2 separate regions of the Mus musculus genome follow, and region 2 is linked to region 1. Evidence: chromatin contacts called from public HiChIP or PLAC-seq data. All regions are on one chromosome and are shown on one strand. Each heading gives the region's core, a stretch centred on a gene start, on an enhancer-like site or on the middle of the called end of the contact. The rest is flanking DNA. Distances are from core to core; before and after follow the strand shown. Region 1 has its middle 38 kb from the start of Gm38876. Region 2 holds the start of Tamm41 (TAM41 mitochondrial translocator assembly and maintenance homolog).

Region 1 (4,084 bases), core at 941-3,440:
AAGGGGACAAGGCCTGAGGAGGAATTGCTCAACACAACTTGTACATACACTCATACACACACACTCTCACACACACATATATATACATACATATACACACATATACATATCCTCTCACACACATACATATACAATATATATACACATACTCATACATAACTACACTCACACATACATATACACAAATATATACAACACATACAATTATATATATATATATATACATATATATGGAAATTAATTTTTAATTAAAATTTAAAGAAAGCAACTAAGGTTGCACTGTGTTCTTGGCCGGCTAGCACATAACTAGGCTTGAAAGAGACCCTGAGTGTGTGTGCTGTCTCCAAATGCACTGTTGTCACCCTGCCCTTACGTAGTGACATGACCAGTAATGGAAGGAAGTTGCACAGAATTGCTCCTAAATTGTGGAATGGGAGCAAAGATTAAACTGCCCCGTGATTTACTTCTAGGTGACCTTCAGCTGAGGAGCCGCTGGTGGCACAGAGAGTGTGTCACGGGGCATTGTCATTTTGATGTCTGGGGCCAGTAGTTCCTTAAGCCATTCTGTGGGTCTGATTCCCACTTGGTGAATAAACAGGGTGACATCATGGTGCCATGATCTCAAGGGATTGTTGGAGTTGGCCTGCTGTTTGCTGGTTGGGAGAGGCTGGCAGTGGTCTCTGGGGATGTTTGTCATCACTACAGCTCATAGTCCTGTGGCTCTCAAGGGATGGGTGACAAACTGCCATCTTTCGGTCCCTTCGGCCTCCTCATGGCCCTCTGTACTTAGTCTGCTTGTCTCTACAGTTCAGCCAGAGTCCTAGCTGTGCAACTCCAGGAAACTTCCTGAGCATCCTGGGCCCACATTCTGTTCATATAGAGGGCAGAGGACTACTTACTACTGACTTGAAGGATTCATCACTGTGAATATCAGCTCAGAATCTACTTGGCACACCCCTGATGAGGGTCAGGAAGAGAGTGGACCCCAAGGAAATGATGGCTCCTGACCTGCATGGAAAAGACACTACTACTACTACTACTACTTCCAATGTATACAGAGGGCGCTGGAGAGATGGGCCCATGGTTAGGGGCACTGGCTGCTCCTGCAGGGGATCTAAGTTGGATTACCAGCACCCACCCAACTGCCTGCAACTCCAGTTCCAGAAGATCCAATGTCCTTGACTAGGCTCTGCAAGCAGTGTATGCACGACACAGACACACAGACACAGACACACACACAGACACACAGACACACACACACACACACACTACATCGCAAAAATTCTTCTAAAAATGTTTATTAAATGGGGAATGGCATTCAGTAACCAGTAAAGGGAGGAGAAGCCATACTCTCAGGTCCTGTTGGCAGAATCTAACATGCAGTAGCTGTTCAATAACTGTGACATTGAAAACCATCGTGAGTCTTGAGCACCTCAAAAGGCAACAACACTTAGCATCTACTATAGTCCAGGTACTATAAAGACCCGAAGGAACTTATTTTTAAAAGGAAAGCTAGAATTTGACTCCCAGATTACCTGATGACCAGTCATTATATGATGCTGGACCATGCTAATTTCACTCATGAGGATGAACAGGCATGAAGCAGGATCTACCTTGGGGAGGATAGATGTTTTATGAATGAAATCACGATGGGTTGTGCAAACAGTCTGGCAAATCTGGACCCTATAGCCAGCATCCCCCACAGGGTGAATGAGTCAGTCAGCTCTGCGCTGTTCAGTGGTGTGGCCAGCAGGGCAGAACTCCTTAGAGGTTTTTCTGTGGCTCTGGGGGTCTCTTGGTTGTGAGAGGATGGGTACTTTACCAAGCTGCCTTGGCAGCAACTGTTGAATGCAGTTTATAGCAAAGGTGACAATGTCCTTCTCTTCAGGGTCAAGCTGAGCATCGTGGCTGGACAGAATCAAGTGTCCCTAACACTGGAAGGCTGGTCTGCTTGTCCAAGTCCCTCCCCATCACCTGAAAAAGATTCTGTGCCGGTAAGTTTTTGTCAACGTGATACAAGCGAGGGCCATCTGGGAAGAAAGAGCCTCAGTCGAGAAAAAGTTTCTATTTGAGGCTTGTGGGCAAGTTTGGTTTTGTTTGTTTTTTGATTAATGATTGGTGTAGGAGGGTCCAGCCTACTGTGACTGGTGCCACCCCTGAGCAGGTGGCTCTGGGATATATAGAAATGCAATCAAATCAAGCCATGAGAAGCAAGCAGGTAAGCAACGCGCCTCCATGGCTCTGCTTCAGTTCCTGTCTGCTGGTTCCCATGAGCTCCTGCCCTGGCTTCAGTTAGTGATGAACTGTGATCTGGGAAGTGTGAGCTGAAATCAACCCGTTCCTCCCCAAGCTACTTTGAGCCATGGTACTTACCACAGCAATAGAAAGCTGCCTGGTGGGCTTGTTCTTTGGGTCACTCAGAGGAAGATGTCTGCAAGGTCCAGACTTCTGATGAGACGTAGCTATGCCATTCTTTGCCAGATCCCTAGATATTGTGTTGTCTGGTCTCTCTAACTAACTGTGAATGCCATTCCTAAGGCATCCTTTGCCAGCTTAGGGTAGGCATCTGGCCAGGCTGGGGCTGAGGAAACTAGGGAGGTAGGGAGAAAGGACCCCGCCAACCAGGCTCAGGATAGTAGGCTTTCCCAGTGTTTCTCAGGCTTAGAGGACATACCTAGCAAGCTTCCTATGTGGGTAGTGTGAAGACTGGAGAGAACAGAATTTTAGTCAGATGTGCTCAGTTGCTGTTGTGGCTCCTCAGGAAGGTGTTGTGGGTTGAGATGGTCCTCTGCACTTCAGCCTGGCTCTGTCAGGCCAGCTGTGCAGTCTTGGGGAAATAGCTGAACCTCTCTGAGCATTGATTTGCTCAGATAAAAAATGGTGAGTGATAGACCTGTCATCACAGTCATTGTAAAGGTGAACTTTGATCTCCCACTGTGAGACACTGAAGAGGGACATGGGATCTGATGTTAGATGCTTGGAGGAGGGACTGCAGGAGGTAGGTGCTCGGGGTTTGGTTGTCAGGTCTTCAGGGTGTAGCCTTATGGTCAACATGCAGATACCTGTGCAAAGATGGAGCCAGGGCCTTGGATACCGTTGGCTGGGTGAGGGCTTGTTTGCATGCAGGCATCCTGGATTCAGTCTCTGGAACTACCAAAACAACTACCAGATTTATAAAGAAGAGGAAGCAGGACTCGTGTGACTCTCCCTATCTGTCACCATGACTGCTGCACCATCTGAGACTCGGCCAGCAAACAGTCCCTTGCCAGACACCTGGGGCCATGCGCATGCACTTCCCACCTCCTAAATTATGAATCGAAGAAACCTTTCCTCTTCTTAAACATTAAAAAGCTACACTTATTAATTTGTGTGTGTGTGTGTGTGTGTGTGTGTGTGTGTGTGTGTGTGTGTGTGTGTAGGCCAGAGGACAACTTGTACAGTTGGTTCTTCCCTTCTACAGTGTGAGTTCTGTGGATCAAACTCAAGTCATTAGTCTCGGTGGTAAGCACCTTTACCCAACAAACCCAAACCTTATTTCTTTATAAAGTTGCCATGCTTCTGACATTTGGGTATAACAACAGAAAACTCACTATGACACTTGGTTTAGGTCTTTTCCTCCTGAAAGCAATCAATTCCTAAGACAACTTTTCTCTCCCCTCCCCTCCCCTCTCCTCCCCTCCCCTCCCCTCCCCTCCCCTCTTCTCACCTCATATCTTTTTTTCTTTGCCTTTTCTTTATTGTCATGTTCTCTTGTAGCCCAGGCTAGCCTTAAACTCCCCATGCTGCTGAGGATGGCCTTGAGTGTCTGATTCTCCTGCCTCTACCTTCCCAGCGGTAATAAGATTACAGATGTTCACCACCACTCTCTCTGCATCCAGATGTTTACATCATCTCACTTCTCTTCCCACTCTTGGCACTCTCTGAGACTTTACTGAGCTAGAATGTGAATCTAAACCCCAAGGCCCCAGTCACCATGTGTGTGTCATGGAGCTCTTTGCAGAAGTCGATGTTTATGAACATTCCAACCTAGGGGTTGTTTTACAGAGCTAATCCCAAGGCTAACTCGGGCTATATCCTGGAAAGT
Region 2 (4,084 bases), core at 1,166-3,665, 55 kb before region 1:
ATGATGTTTGTGCAGGAATAGAAACCCTGACTAAGACAAATTGGTACCAGAAGTGGGGTCTTCCTGTGACAACTTGACCATGTTTTGGGGAGGACTGTGGAAGGACTTTGGAACTTTGGGACAGAAGATCCATTCGGTGTTAAGAGCTCTGTGAGATGTTGTGTAGGAGCTTGGGAGATAATGTTGAGAATAATGCAGAAAATGGAGGTCTGGCTTGTGAAATTTCAGAGGGAAAATTAAAGACTCTTTTCAGGGCCATTGCTATTTTGGATTGTGACAATTCTGTGGTTCTGGTTAGCTGGGGCTGAAGAATCAGCTGTGATTAACAAGATACCAGAACTATTAAGGTGAAAGAAAACTTGGCATTACTGGGACTATTGGTGCTGGTTAGCTGGAGCTAAGAAATTAGCAGTGATTAAGAGGGACCAGCATCATTGAGATGATATCTTCTGGGAAGTGTTTTCTGAAAGCCCAAAGAAGCTGTGTTCCAGAGATAGCCAAAGTTGTACCTCTTGCTGCATCAGGACTTGGTAATGTGTAAGAGTTACCCAGGTAGTACTGGTTTTGAAGGCATGAAGTGGTCATAAAGAGCAGCTGAGGCTTGGCACTGTGAGAGGCCATTGGTGAAGGTGCAGTCTCAGTAGCAATTAATGTCCCAGGACTGAAGGGGTCATGCAAAGGAGTTGAAGCTTAGCACCATGAAGAGAGCCATGAGAGGCTATTGGTGAAGCCTAGTTACAGCAGAAGACAGCAGCATTTTGGAGATGCCAGTACCATGAATGACCACCAAGAACAGTAGCAGCAGTGGAGTACAGACATCTGGAGCCTAGAAGACAAGCTGTGTGCTACAAAGGACAGGGCTGAAGAAGGACTCAAGCCCTTGGAGGAGCCCAGAAGATTGTGAGTTGGATCCCAGACATTGGATAATTTTTGCTTTTGATTGTGACTGTGCCCTGATATTTTTCCCTCTTGAAGGAAGGAAGTATTTTAGTGGATCCCACAGTTAAGAAACTTTTAATTGTAAAAAGAGTTTGGATTTTAAAAGAGATGGATATTTTAAAGAGATTGAAATTTTAAGAATATGTAAAGACGCTCTTAGCGACCGGGACTGCTCTAAGGTCTGCCCCGCGCAGGACAGCAGACAGCGTGTTCTACCATCTTTCCCCAAGCCTCTGAATAAAGTGTTTAAACAAGCCCCCCCCCAAAAAAAAGAATATGTAAAGACTGTGGGACTTTTAAAGTTATTTAGATCTTGGGGATGAATAAGAATGTAAGGGTTGAGGCTTACTAGTGATGTGTTTGTGTATCAGGTTGACAAGGGGTCAATTGTACTGGCTAGTTTTGTGTCAACTTGACACAGCTGGAGTTATCACAGAGAAAGGAGCTTCAGTTGAGGAAATGCCTCCATGAGATCCAACTGTAAGGCATTTTCTCAATTAGTGATCAAGGGGGAAAGGCCCCTTATTGGTCAGACCATCTCTGGGCTGGTAGTCTTGTATTCTATAAGAGAGCAAACTGAGCAAGCCAGGGGAAGCAAGCCAGTAAAGAACATCCCTCCATGGCCTCTGCATCAGCTCCTGCTTTCTGACCTGCTTGAGCTCCAGTCCTGACTTCCTTGGTGATGAGCAGCAATGTGGAAATGTAAGCTGAATAAACCCTTTCCTCCCCAACTTGCTTCTTGGTCATGATGTTTGTGCAGGAATAGAAACCCTGACTAAGACACCATCCCTGAAGGGGCAAGAAGACTTCTCTGACTCTAAAATTGAATGCAAATGTGAGGGAATATTTATACAATATGTTTCCTTTTATGGAACATTTATTTATTATCAGACTTGAAAAAGACCTTTAACATGAAGAAACCACAGTCAGTTTCTAGCAATCACAATCCCCTGGGCCGGCATGTTTTACATTTCTTTTGTTTTTCTAAATCTTCAAATGCTCCTACAACTTGGCACTAGAGGTGATAGCTCCACAAGGTTGTGAATGAGGTAGTTCATGCTTTCATCTTAGCCCTTTGGAGACAGAGGCAGGTGGATGGCTGTGAGTTCGAGGCCAGCTTTGTCTATATAGCAAATTCCAGGGCTGTTGCACAGTGAAACCCTGTCTGAATGCTTTGAGGCCAGCCTGGTCTACAGAGTTAGTCCAGGACAGACAGGGATACACAGAGAAACCCTATCTCAAAAAAAAAAACAAAAAGCAAAAAGAAAATCAATATAAGGATGATTTAATTAATTAAATGGTTTAATAACCATTCGTAGTTTTAGTGCTACAAAGGATTTGCTAGGCTCTATAGCAGGTTGTCACAGGATAGACATGTAATGTGCTCCTCCGCCGGCTAGAGGGCGCTACGGAGCCTCGGCCTCCCCGCAGGTTGCCAGCTGCCCGCTCTGAAGCGCGCGTGCGTGGAGGGGCGGGACCGGGCGGAAGCGCGGTCCGCACGACCGGGAATTGCGAGCACAGGGTCGGCACAGCACCGTCTGTCCCACCGGCGGGCCAGCCCGCCCATGGCGCTGCAGGCGCTGCACAGCTCGGGCGTGGGCCTGCGCAGGATCCTGGCTCACTTCCCGGAGGACCTGAGTTTGGCCTTCGCCTACGGCTCCGCGGTGTATCGCCAGGCAGGACCCAGTGCCCACCAGGAGGTGAGTCGGAGGCCCCCTAGTTCCCCGACCAGTCCCATGCCTGGCACCTGTTCGCCCTCGCCGTTCCTCGCATGCCTTTCATTCCTGCGGAGCCCGGACACGCCAAGAGCCAATTGTTGAAATGTTCATCCTAGCAAAGTGTCCTTCGGTGTGAGCGGAATTTGGATTTCCCTGGTCAGGGTTGGCTGAAGGCTGCCCTCGAACTCACAGTACTGGAATTAAAAGGCTCGTGTTGTCACGCCAGGCAAATCTATATGTTTACATTTACTTAGTGATTATATAGCAAGCGCACCTGTACTTCTGCGCACACTTGAAGGTCACAGGACGACTTGAGGGAGTTGTTTCTCTCCTTGCACCACGTGGGTCGTGGTAGGTTGAACTCAGTTTATCTGGTTTGGCAGCAAGTGCTATTATATGCCGATCCATCACCAGCCTGAGCTGATAGGATAAGTGAGGCATGAGTAGTCTGTCTCCAATCTAAGTTGGGAGTGATGAGGAAGAGGTGGTGGCATTGCAGAGATGTAGTGGGAAGGGGGAAAAAACAAAGTAGCAGGTCCTACTTAAGTGTTTTCAGCCTTTGTCATTGGAGTTTTCCATAGCTTTTTAGCAATACAAAGACTGGTTTTGTCTGCAGGGATTGATTTCATTGGCCTAGGACTTTAGCAGTGTGTAAAACATCCCAGGTGACTAATTGGAAGCTAACTTTGAAAATCCCATCGAAAGATAAGGAGAAAATACGGAATGATCCGTGGGCTTCAGGAAGTTGATGGACTGGGTGTAGGGCCCAGGCAGGTAGCACATTTATTCAGGTCAGCACATTGAACAGGAATCTAGTTAGGATTGAGGCTTGTTACTCCAGAGTACGGAGTCTCAGTCACTGTACAGTAGGGCATCCTGGGTCTAGCTCCTGGCCAGGTCTTTCTTCCAGTTAAAATTCACCTGGTGTTTCTTGAATTTCTTCTACATCCTACCGATTTTCTCTAACAAATGGGAAAGTATGGATCATGGGCATATGAGAAATTGTGAGCTGTCCAGTTACTTCATATAGATTATCATAATTATACATTTTTTTTTTTACAATCATCCTTCAGTCAGGCATTGTGGTGTACCCACTTGTAATCCCAGCTTTAGGGAGACAGAAACCGGTGGATCCCTGGGGCTTCCTGGCTCCCGGCATACTTGGCAAGCTCCAGGTCAGTAAGAGACCCTGTCTCAGAAATAGATTAGATGGAGCGTGGGAGCAACAATCCGCGCCCTCTGACCTGCAAACATGGCTTCATATATCTGTACATACATGAAACTATCCATGTTACCTCCGAATCTTAAGTAATATCACCGATGGTTTAAGACCAGCCTGGGAAACAGCATTCCTGAACCTCCCGATAGACAGCTTGTAGGTTTTCAAAGAGGTTCTCCTCCGAGCTGACCTACACATCTCTCCCAGA

Evidence for each region. HiChIP or PLAC-seq counts read pairs in DNA pulled down with a chosen protein or histone mark.
Region 2: a contact with region 1 is called in an HNF4G HiChIP or PLAC-seq map of pancreatic cancer cells. The contact joins the promoter of Tamm41 here to the enhancer-like site in region 1. A contact is called at or near these places in 6 of 39 promoter capture datasets (cranial neural crest, embryonic stem cells, frontonasal cranial neural crest and 2 more), 6 of 484 Hi-C or Micro-C datasets (the HL-1 cell line, the N1E-115 cell line, cortical neurons and 1 more), 5 of 115 datasets of contacts at active chromatin or transcription factors (embryonic stem cells, large pre-B cells and pancreatic cancer cells) and 2 of 9 other capture datasets (adipose tissue and liver).

The regions. Positions count from the first base shown.
Region 1 is chr6:114,980,942-114,985,025 of GRCm38.p6, reverse strand. No RefSeq gene overlaps it. Among named protein-coding and RNA genes, the nearest start is that of Gm38876, 38 kb to the right of the region's middle. Within about 2 kb of position 2,190, at least 8 of the 459 cell types and tissues checked have an H3K27ac peak or open chromatin away from gene starts, as enhancers often do. A contact at or near this core is called in pancreatic cancer cells, where this site is marked.
Region 2 is chr6:115,036,205-115,040,288 of GRCm38.p6, reverse strand. Tamm41 (TAM41 mitochondrial translocator assembly and maintenance homolog) reads left to right here and starts at 2,415. Exons shown (of 8, transcript NM_026894.1): 1 at 2,415-2,639. The coding sequence starts at 2,505.